2 separate regions of the Zea mays genome follow, and region 1 is linked to region 2. The links are chromatin contacts, called in public Hi-C maps. All regions are on one chromosome and are shown on one strand. Each heading gives the region's core, a stretch centred on a gene start, on an enhancer-like site or on the middle of the called end of the contact. The rest is flanking DNA. Distances are from core to core; before and after follow the strand shown. Region 1 holds the start of LOC100193168. Region 2 holds the start of LOC100281544 (putative phototropic-resoponsive NPH3 family protein).

Region 1 (5,550 bases), core at 1,400-3,899, 330 kb after region 2:
GATATAGCTTCAATCCATCTCCGCTTCATATCTTCACATATCTTCACTTGGCTTGATATCCATGAATGATATGGTCCTTTCCATAGCTTCCACATGACCTTCAAGTCCATCAACCTTAGCCTTATTTGATCTTTACCATTGCCTTGCTTCATCGATACAAAGCCTTATGTTCGCATTTAACTGTCTTGATAGTCCATCGTGTCATGAGCCTCTGTCCTGCCTTTCACACTTGCATGCAATCCTTCATAACAAATACTCGCATTAATTTTCAATATCTTGCCATATGAGACTATGTCATGCTCGCACTTCATTATGTTGATAGCCCCTCATTTCCCGAACCTTTATCTTGTTGTTCACACTTGCACATGGTCCTTCATAGCCAATTCTTACCTCGATATTCACTATCATGCTATATGAGACTATGCCATGTCCCATATTCAATATACTCCTTCTCTTGATCACCACTTGATCAAGTCATCTTCACTAGTTGAGCACTTGCATCACTTGCAAATGGGTCATATCTCTACCATGGATTTTATGTCTTGCTCAACCTAGCTTCTTGTGGAGTAAACATCTATTCTCACATGAAATATGAAACCTCATTAATCCACCTAAGTTTGTCACTCAATGACCAAAACCAAACTAGGACTTTCATTACTACATATGGAAACACCAAAAGATCACCCTAGCTTAAGGAGGTAAACATCAGCATAAGATAAGCATCTTATCAGAGTTTCTCTACTTAACTAGGTTAGGGAGGTGCAACCCATAGATTAACAATGGTCTACGGTGACTGTCTTTTTCTTAAAAGGGCAACTGGATTGGGTAAACCAAAGAGATGGCATTAGACATCGTTTAGCTACAAAGGGAATAAAGATGGATAAGATCTTAATAAAGACCTAATTAGATGTAGAACTTAATGAAGGACATTGTCCACTGGATCAAATTGTCTAAGGTGGTTAGGGATGGCTAGGTGAGGTTAATAGAAATGTTTTCAACTTGGAAGAGCGCCAACCATGTCTCACCCATGATTGAGGATGATAGAATGAGACATTGGTTGCTTGAATCAACACTCCCTCGGCTAACCTAGTTTTACTTATAGGTCTAAATTGCTTCTATATTTTTTGGACTCTAAGCTAAACATCAATTGAATTTGATAGAATAATTGGCTTCGAATCTTCTCAATGATTAGCAAGTGGTTTGGCAAAGGTAGGCTTAGGTTATTACAAAGACCGACAAGATTGTTGTGTTGGCATGTGTGCATATGTTGTGGCATGTAGGTGGGGATGGTGTTTGGTACTTGGAAGGAAGACATAGCATAAGTGGATGACTCAATGTGGTAGTCAGTTTTTTTGAGGAATAATTATGAGATGACATCAAGAGAAGAACAACAAAATGGGCATTTGGATTCGATAATGGAGAGTGTCAAGAGGTTGCACTCAACAAGATATAAATGGAAAATGCTCTTAATCGCCCCCCTCTGAGTAAGAGCCAGTGTGAACTAGTGGGTATTTAAAAGGTTTTTATTCCAAATGGCAATTACGGGTAAATGATCGGTTACCATATGGGTAGATACACATTAAATAAGACAGAAAAGGATTAAGACGAGAAATCATGTTTGTGTCGTTTGTGTGGAAATAGAAAATATGTTCAATTCGCTCTGAGTGAAAAGCATATATTACGATTATAGTATATAGGCAAGGAAAAGCATTAGCCAATGGATTTTTAGGAGAGAAACTGCTATCAAGAATGTGTCTCCAATCAAACTCACAATAACGGTCCATTTTACGCAAATATGCACTAGCTGGTATATAATTGCAAACAAACGATGCCATTTTTTGATACGACGTAGCATATGAGCGCACAACTACGTGTCCATATAAGCTTCTCTTATGGTCATGTACAGTGGGCATCTTGAGTTGTGTCTTCAACTATGACTAAGGAGGCAAATGTAAAAAACTCAAGACATGTCTCTTAACGAAGACACGTGGGTAAAGGATATTTTTTCGATAAAAGAAGCTTTATTGATTTTTCAAGTCCATGCATCGAGGTGATATAAAGTCTTGAGAAAGAACACTTCGGCCTCTACATAACGGGATGCACATAGCCTAAAAAGAAAGAGAGAGAAAACCACATGGTAGGCCCTCAAGCACTAATGACCATCAATCCTAAGACTAGACTGCCACCTATGTGCTTGGGTAAAAATAATCCTTGGCCAGAGGATATAGTTGATTGGTCCATTAAACTAATTGAATACTTTGTTTGGGTGTAATAAATATAGTAAGACAGATTTTAGACACGTCCACTATATTATATCATGTTTTAGTTGTGTCTTATGTTTGAGTAGTGTCAGAGTTGTTATAAGCCAAACAAGTAACTACATTATGTTTATTCATGATGCCGTCCGGCAAGGCAACGGGCGTATTTTCCCAAGCGATCCACTGTCAGGTATTGAAGCTTGACAATGAAAAAAAAGGATCAAACAAATTTGCCGAAACCATAGACACACCAAAAAAAAAAAGCTAGAAGGAAGACAACCAGTGGCAAGTGGCAACTAACCACCGCATGCAGCGCAGCTTCATGGCCCTATGGGTCCTGGATATGGCGGAAAACAGGTGGAGGCCGTTGCAACTGCACACACATCCAACTCCGGCTCCATGCCGCTCCAACCCAAGCAGCCAGCAGCTGCAGCCTGCCCTCCTCTCCGACTCCAACCCAATCCAATGGCTCTCCGCCCCTGTTGTCTCACCTCACGCGCTCTCTGCCCTGATCTGCCGCCAGGCGCCAGAACGACGCGCTGCTCCGCACCGCGTCAGGTAGAATGGTAGATGGACCATGGACGATATCGCTTGGGAGCGGGGAAGGAACGCAGACGACTCTTCCCGTGCCGTGCTGACGCCACCACGCGGCCCCGGTCTCCTCTCGCCCTCCTCTCCGTCTGGATCTGGTCCTATCCCCTCCGCCGCCGTCCTTGCCCTCCCGGCCTCAGCCACGAGCCAGAGCGCCGGGCTCCTGGCCTCGTCTCGCCTCGCCGGCGACATGGACGGAGGCGGGGAGACGCTGCTGGTGCGGAGGAGCAAGGGCAAGAAGAGACCGCAGCCGGCGGCGCCCGCGGAGGAGGGCTCCGGCAGCGGGGGCAGGTTCCGCGCGATCTGGCGGGACTACCACGACCTGCTGCAGGTGAGTGTCGCTAGTCGATTCTTGCTGCACCCACTGATCTATTTCGCCCTTTCCAGTTTTCGTGCCGTTCACCTGTTTCGACCTGTTCTTGATGGACCGCAAGGGCACTGCCCCCATTTTCATTACGAAATGGTAAAAAGTCTTACAACCCAGAAAGCAAGTTCGACCAGAGATATGAGGCTTAGCATAAACCTGCATACTCAACATGCAACGGATTAACTTAGGTTCAAAATACCAGACGATGATAGGAGTAAGCACACAAAGTACTAGGACCAACTGAATACTGCTCATAATACTCAGACTTGACACCTCGCACTACTTCAAAAACAACCAAGACTTTTAAAACTGAGCTAATTATAAAGCACAGTTTGCACAGGTTCGATCTGATCATCAAAGCCACCGGAGAAACTTCAACTTACATCTTGAAAACGCCAGAATCATCCAAGAACTCCATCCAATAGCATGGTCATGTGTGTGAATAGACTTGAATCTGATATACAAACATTTGATGCAGGAGACTGAGGCAAAGAGGAAGAGGCTGGCAAGCACGAAGCGGAGAAGCCTCGCCTTGCTTGCTGAAGTCAAGTATGACAGTTCTTGGGCTCTTGCTTTACGGCTCCATGTTACTGCTAGTATCATCTTGTTATTGTTATTACTGCTTTTCAGCTTCACTAACTGTGTAGCTGCTTCCTGTCGCAAGGTTCTTGAGAAGGAAGTACCAGTCCTTTCTGAGGGGTGGCTCGCAGCAGACACATTACAGGTTGAAGAAGCAGGCTCGGTACATGCCATCTCCATTGGGAAGCAATAAGGCTGCAGCGTTAGCCGATCATGGTGCAGGGGACCCAAGTGCCTTCTACCAGCAAAAACTCAAAACTTGACTTGAATCAAGACTCTGTTCTGGCAAGTGATGGAGTTCATGAATCGACATAAAATGTACAAGAGAAGTGTTTTTATGGCAATTAAAAGGGTTTTCTTGTCTGCAGAATGATGGCATCCATAAGTCGAAAAGTTTGATCAGGTCTCAAATTATCAGTTTGTAGGGATAAAGGAAACTCTCCTGCAATTGAAGGTAAGAGGACGGTTCCATGGCAAGACCGGCTAGCGTTGAAGGCCGAGGCCCTCAGTTGATTTGGCCAAGAAATAAGCTGCTTCTCTGATAGCTGGCTTTGCAACAGTATCCCTCAGATGCACAGTAATGCTTTGTATAGAACAATAGGACACGATAGTTATATACATGATACATTGCCTAATTGACAAACTCAGATGGTTGCACCATGCTCCTAAGCAAGTTAGACAAATAAACTGTGATTTTATGAATGGTTCTGTCCAGATTTTGGATTGACTGCTTTGAACATGCCAAATGCTTTAGCATGAACAAGGACAAAAAATTTCATAATTGCTTTTTTGGTTATGTTGCAAGTTTTAGGTTGCTCGTCTGGAGGATGTTACGGTGTTGTATTTTTAAAATCGGAGTGCAGCATGGTCCCGTCAATTTGCATGTAGATTCGTCTAATATAGCCCATTTAACAGGTGCGTGAATTTAAATCTGAGGGTTGAATACTATCACGTTTCTTAAACAATGTTTGGTAAGAATTCTTTTTCTACCTTTTTATACAAAAAAAATGTATTTTAACATCTTTCCTTCTCAGCACAGGAACCAAGTTGAAGCTAAAAATACTAGTCTCTGAACTATTTTACCAAACATTTTTTTGAAAAGAGCTTTTATGGAACGATCGTTGAAAGTCTAATTCACTAGCAAAGTTGGTGTGTACTTTAAGTGTGTTGAATTTTAAACATTTAGAGATTAGATGTACATATATTAGCTCCATAGGCACAAAATATTTATGGCTTATTCGGTTATTTTCAATTTATATGGATTGGAGGGGAATGATATAGATTGAGAGAGATTTTAACTTACTATGGATGGAAATCAACTTAATCCTCTCAATTCATATGGATTAAGGTAGAACCGAACATGACCTTATATAGCCTATCCGCACACAAAAACATAATGTAAAAGAGCATCGGTGGCACTCCAGATATACATTCATCCGCACGCCAAAAACATAATGTAAAAGAGCATCGGTGGCACTCCAGCTAGACATTCATATATGCTAGCATTGCGATAAAGTAGCAGTAACATAAATAAATTATACGTAGTAATAAATAAAAAGCTGATTGAAGTCTATTCAAAATTAATGGACGGACGGTAGTGGCATTTCGTCCAACAGGCTGCAGCCTCCCAATACGTTTCTTCTTGCCTGAGTGCATCTTCCCCAGCTTTCAATTTGGCCTACTCCCAATAGAGTAGAGCTTTTATCTTCTTTTGGTGTCGCCTGCCGCTGCAGTGATTCTCAAACTGAAATACAG
Region 2 (5,293 bases), core at 637-3,136:
TGGATTCTTTGACGTGAGGAAAAGTGAACGCTGATCAATGATTAGGGAGACGGTGAGATGACCGTCGTTCTCTACTTTCCCTAACAATAAACTAGCCCCAGCCCAGCTACCTTTACCAAGTTGCCCAGATCAAACAGCAAGACGTAGTGGTATCTACCATATAATAACGCAAGAGTAAAGAGTAAATAAAAGCATAGTGCTTGTACCCCTCAGATCTGACCTGCAGCTAGCAGATAAAGCAAGTACAAATTCAGATTGAAAAAAAAAGCCTACAGCAAAGCCATGCTCCTACTTTCTAGCCAGGAAGCGAAACAGAACAATCCGGTTCAAACGCAAGCACAGCACAAAGTAACGGATACCAAGAAAGAAGCCTGTTATAAACAAACAAGAGCATTGGTGAAAATAAACTAGGCTTGAGCTCTATGGCCCAATGATGAATCGCATCTCGACGAGAGTAGTTTTTTAATCAGGGGATTGCCCCATCGCGGTAAAACAAATCGCCGAACAGCTAGCGAGTAGCATGACGACAACGGGATGGACACAAACAACTATTCCCAAGAGAAACAAGGAATGCCAGCGTGAAAGTCCAGAAATAGGGGAATTTTTTAATTTCTTTTTACATGTATCTAGTTCAGAAAATAGCATCATGCAACAGATAAATATTCCCTAGTTATCGCTGGATAGTTTAATTTTGTACTATCGAGCGACAACTAAAACGAAATAGAGAAAGTAGAATGCAGAGAATACTCTCCCAACCCCCAATCCCCCCACCCCCACCCGAAAAAAACATCCGGGAACAGGTAGGAAAAGAAACTATGAATACAGCATTGTTGCAGTCCATTGAAGGCCTCAAGCGGCGGGTTGAGATGGAAAAGGTCAAACTTTTTGGAGGAAACGGCAAGTACCAACGAATTTGGTGGTATCGGCAATCAGAAAAAAAGTGTGCCTCCTATATACGCAACAACAAAAAGAATCCAAGTACAATGTCACGTCGAAATCAAGGAACGAGGCAGGAAAGGACAAGAGAGTTGGTTATTCTGAAACCACAGTCCAAACAAGAACATGCATGGTGGTGAAAGAAGGTCTCGAAACCGCCCCCGGCCCCATGTTAGCACCCGCCACCTTCGCCAATCGCCATCATCGTCTCACAAAACAGAGTTGTTCTTCTAGCTAAAGGAAACCCCTCCAAATTAGATGGGAAATAAAAGAGAGGTCTTTGGCGCCCTCACCACCACCACCACCACCACCACCACCACCACCACCACCACCACCACCACAGTTAATGGAGTGAATGGTACTGTTGCATCATTCGACCGCCGCACGGGGACGAGGCCGAGCAGGCTGTTGGTAATCAGCCGGACTCGAGCGTCCGACAAAGAAAAGCGCATGGTTTTTTTTCTTACAAGATCAAGAGGATGCGGCGATCCTAGGGAGCAGCGTCGGGTAGATGCCATAGGACAGACTGTGAGGCAGCAAAGATCACCGCACTGCGCACTGGGCCTGAGCAGGAGAGAGAGAGAGAGATGGTTGAGGGAGAAGAGAAAGTGAGGCGTGTGCTCACCGGACGTCGGCGCCGTCGGACTGGAAAGCATCGGGCTTGGAGCCCAGCTTCATGAACTTCATCCTCCCTGCGCGCCTTTCTCCTCTTCTTTTCCTCTCAGAGCCGCGCTCCCATGCACCGCGCCACGAGAAAGCAGCCGTGAGGAGCTTTGCAGCTCCGCGCTGGTGTGGTGCTGCTGCTGCTGCTCCAACGAAGAGGCGGTCGGTGAATATAATGGGACTGAATGAACGCGGCAGTTAACGGAGAGCGGAGCGGGGCGCGCTCACTTGGGACTCACTCGGAGGAGACGAGCAGAGCAGGAGGAGGAAGGAGGGAGCGCGGCCAATGATGCCGTGGCGTGTGAGTGATGGGATATTATTGAACCCAAAGCCGCCCTGGTCTCTGCACTGCACCCAACTCGTCTCTCTCTCTCTCTCTCTCTCTCTCTGCTGCTGCTCTTCTCTGGCCTCCTCGGCCTGCCAAAGCCGCCCTTCTCGTTGCTTGCTGCAATGTCAGTCAATACGGTCTCTCTCTCTCTCTGACCAGAAGAGCCTGTGGCGTAGCCTTTTTCGGCCCTCCCTAGCTATATGGCTGCGCTGCGCGCCTCTCTTTCTTCGCTTCAACGAACATGGCCGTGGGACTGTCTCGCAGTCGCAGTGCTTACTCCACGGTTAGCCAGTCTGATTAGTTTCCCCTTTAGCACTGTCTCCAGCTTTATTAATAGATAGAGAGCATTTCAGTTCAGGGTGCGCGGTGGGTGGTGCCATCCGTGTTGGGTGCATTGCAGTGGGGAGTGAGGGAGGGCCTTCGCGCACTTCACACAGGCAGCACACGTCCGTTTCCGTGTGCGCCGCGCTAGGCAGCAGCAAGAGCCATGTCTTTTTCACCTCAATAGATTTGAGGACGAGGCAATAATGACGTCGTCTTCGCAACCCCTCACGTAGACTCTCTTCTAGAAGGTTTCTCCCAAGTTCTCAGCATTATTGCTAACCATTCAGGCATTTCCTGGAGGCCATTGCACCTCGCGGGGCCTAGCTAACGTATCAAAACAACTGCAATCTTCTCGCAAATCTCCCTCTCGATCTTGTCAAAAGTTACCGTTTTCCCTTGACAAATTCGGCTAATAAAGTTGGTTGGTAAACCCCGACCGGGTAATAATATCACTATATATACCAGCTACTAGTTGGCACCGGTCACGGGCCAAAGCGGGCAGCCAAGTCAACTGACGACCAGATTTACAAATTACAAGGCTAGTTAATACAAGCGCGCGTAGGTGGACACATGTCTTCCTTTTCAACTTTATAGATGGTGTACATTTTTTCCTTTGATACAGGAAGATTTTATTAATGACTTCAAGCACATTACATCGAGGAGATACAAGCCCTTAAAATTTCTTCTAGCCTCTGCTTAAGGAGCACACAGCTTTGAAACAAACAAAGTTGATAACCCACACGCTAATGGTAATCAATCCGAAGACTAGTCCGTCACCCATGTGTCCAGGGAAAAAAGTACAGTCCATTTTGTAAGTTAGTTAGAATTCTCTTAATTTTGAAGGTGAGACTAACCACCTTTAACTCTCTAGAATTATATGGCGCTTTCATATTAGATGATTTAATGATTAATTTGGGCTCTAAGCACATTTGAATCCATCAATCCCCACCAAATGTTTTTAAGGCACATAAAGAATGCTCTCAAGTGAACTGCTATTTTGATATACTAGTGTTTAGATTGAGACTGTTCAGTTAAACATTCACCTAGAATTAAGACTACATTTATTCTACAACTGAACAATGGACTTCACCTTGAATTTAGTTATGTGGAAACAAGCTTGTCAAAGCCCTTAACTAGTACTAGGACACAAAAGCATCCCTGGTCATACTCCATGCCCTTTGGCGAGTGTTTAGAGACTATCCAATCTCATAGACTGTGACATGCAATTGAACTCATATAGGTTTGATTCTCAAAAGATATTTGTTGGGGACTTGTTCTCAAATGCTATGAATTAAGAACAAGGCAACATAGAATGTTAAATGTTAATGCCCTTCGTCCGCTGAAGCATTATCTCCCCAAAGGATTTAATGAGCTTCGGACGAAGGTCTTGGATAAAATATCACGAAGGTCACACCTTCGTGATAAGAGATAAAACAATGCGAAATGAAATATAAAATATAAAATATTATAGAATAACAAGAATAAATAACATTATTCACTTATTTTATAATATAAATTTAAATATTAAAACACAATATTTAGGTACATTTATACCTTCGCCTTGACAGAGAGTAATTCCAGCGTAATGTGTTAGCGATTACCAGATTCCGTGAACAGTAAAGGAGTACTGTTCATCAATTTATAGGCACATGACGCAACCTGTAAGAAATTACAATCATGCCCCTTACAAAAGATTACAATTATGACTCAGACCCTTATGGACTAAAAAGTCATTCCATCTTTAAGTCGGTTCGATCCTTCGTCTTTGGATACGTTGTAGTATCGAAGCTTCATGAGCGGTAGCTTCGGTACCACGTATAAACAGATTTGCCGAAGGCGTTTCTTCCTGCAGGACCTTCGGCGGCGAAGCATGGTCCCAACAGTAGCCCCTTCGCGACGCTAGATCGTTTTTCGTAATGAGCTTGATCCGTGAAAAGTCTCTTAGGCTTCGGGAAGCCGAAGGTCCGAAAAACACCTTCCCTGAGCTCGTTGTCGGGAAACGATACAATTTCCGAGCGCGGAGCGGTCCCACCATGCAGATTCACCTTCTCGGGTTTTGTGGCCCACCGTTCAGTGGGTGTGAGCGACTGTTTGTCCGGTGTAAAAGACTTGACGATTCACCTTCTTACCTGCAGCACTATATAAACAGACGGGTAGGTGTGAAGCAGGGGCGGAGGGCCCATTATGGCTTATTATGGCCCAAGCCATACCAAAAATAAAATAAACAGGTACGTCCACCGGCCCAGCTTCCATTCGTGCCGAGGCCTCACGAACACACCCAGTCAGCTTCCATTTGGTGCCTACCGCTAAGCCGCTAACCCTGGCTCACGAACACACCCAGTCAGCCGCCAGGCCGCCGCTGTGCCTTCCGCCGTCCGCCGAGGCACCGAGCCGCTGTCCCTGTCCCTCCCCGTCCGCCGAGCCGTTGCCCCTTTGGCTGTGTTGTGCCTCCGTTCGCCGGCCGAGCCGCTGTCCGCCTGTCACTGTCCCTCAGTCCGCCGAGCTGCTGTGCTTTCCGGCTTCACCGTCCGCCGAACAGGTTCGTTCGCGAGCGCGACACGTCGACCGTCGAGCTTCCGCCGTCCGCCGAGCAGGTCCGTCCGCCAAGCCATACCTAAATTTTTTTCCGTCCTCCGCCACTGGTGTGAAGTTACCACAGCATTCATTGCTATTGCACTGTTTTGCTGCCAAAAATTTAACCATATCCGAAGCTTGACTTTTGCACTCAAACGAAGCACCACTTTGGTTTCTGCTTCGTCAGAAGAAGAGCTTCGGAAAAAAGTTATTAATTTCCAAAAACTTCAAGAAATTGATAATCAAATGGCCAGAGTGCGCTCCACTGCCAGGGTTGAGCGTGATGGAGATGAGACCGAAGCCACTGAAACTGTTCTGATTTCCGAAGCAATGAGGCGTTCTGGGCTAGTTTCATCAGAGGACACACCTGCTGCCGAAGCAACACAAGATGACGTTGAAGAAGATGAGATTGAAGATGAGTATGGTGCAATGCCATCTAAACCCAGCCACTTGGAGTTTGGGAAGTCT

Evidence for each region. A called contact is a pair of places that touch in the nucleus more often than the background predicts.
Region 1: a contact with region 2 is called in a Hi-C map of ear, with 2.4 times the contacts expected there. The contact joins the promoter of LOC100193168 here to the promoter of LOC100281544 in region 2. A contact is called at or near these places in 2 of 25 Hi-C or Micro-C datasets (ear and tassel).

Annotation. Positions count from the first base shown.
Region 1 is chr2:187,283,294-187,288,843 of Zm-B73-REFERENCE-NAM-5.0, forward strand. It overlaps LOC100193168, which reads left to right and starts at 2,650. Exons shown (of 4, transcript NM_001367015.1): 1 at 2,650-3,180; 2 at 3,695-3,765; 3 at 3,881-4,080; 4 at 4,164-4,495. The coding sequence starts at 2,836. The coding sequence ends at 4,058. LOC103647434 (Zinc finger protein 346) reads right to left here. Exons shown (of 4, transcript XM_008671977.3): 4 at 5,253-5,550. The coding sequence ends at 5,474.
Region 2 is chr2:186,950,946-186,956,238 of Zm-B73-REFERENCE-NAM-5.0, forward strand. LOC100281544 (putative phototropic-resoponsive NPH3 family protein) reads right to left here and starts at 1,887. Exons shown (of 4, transcript NM_001154463.3): 1 at 1,562-1,887. The coding sequence starts at 1,623.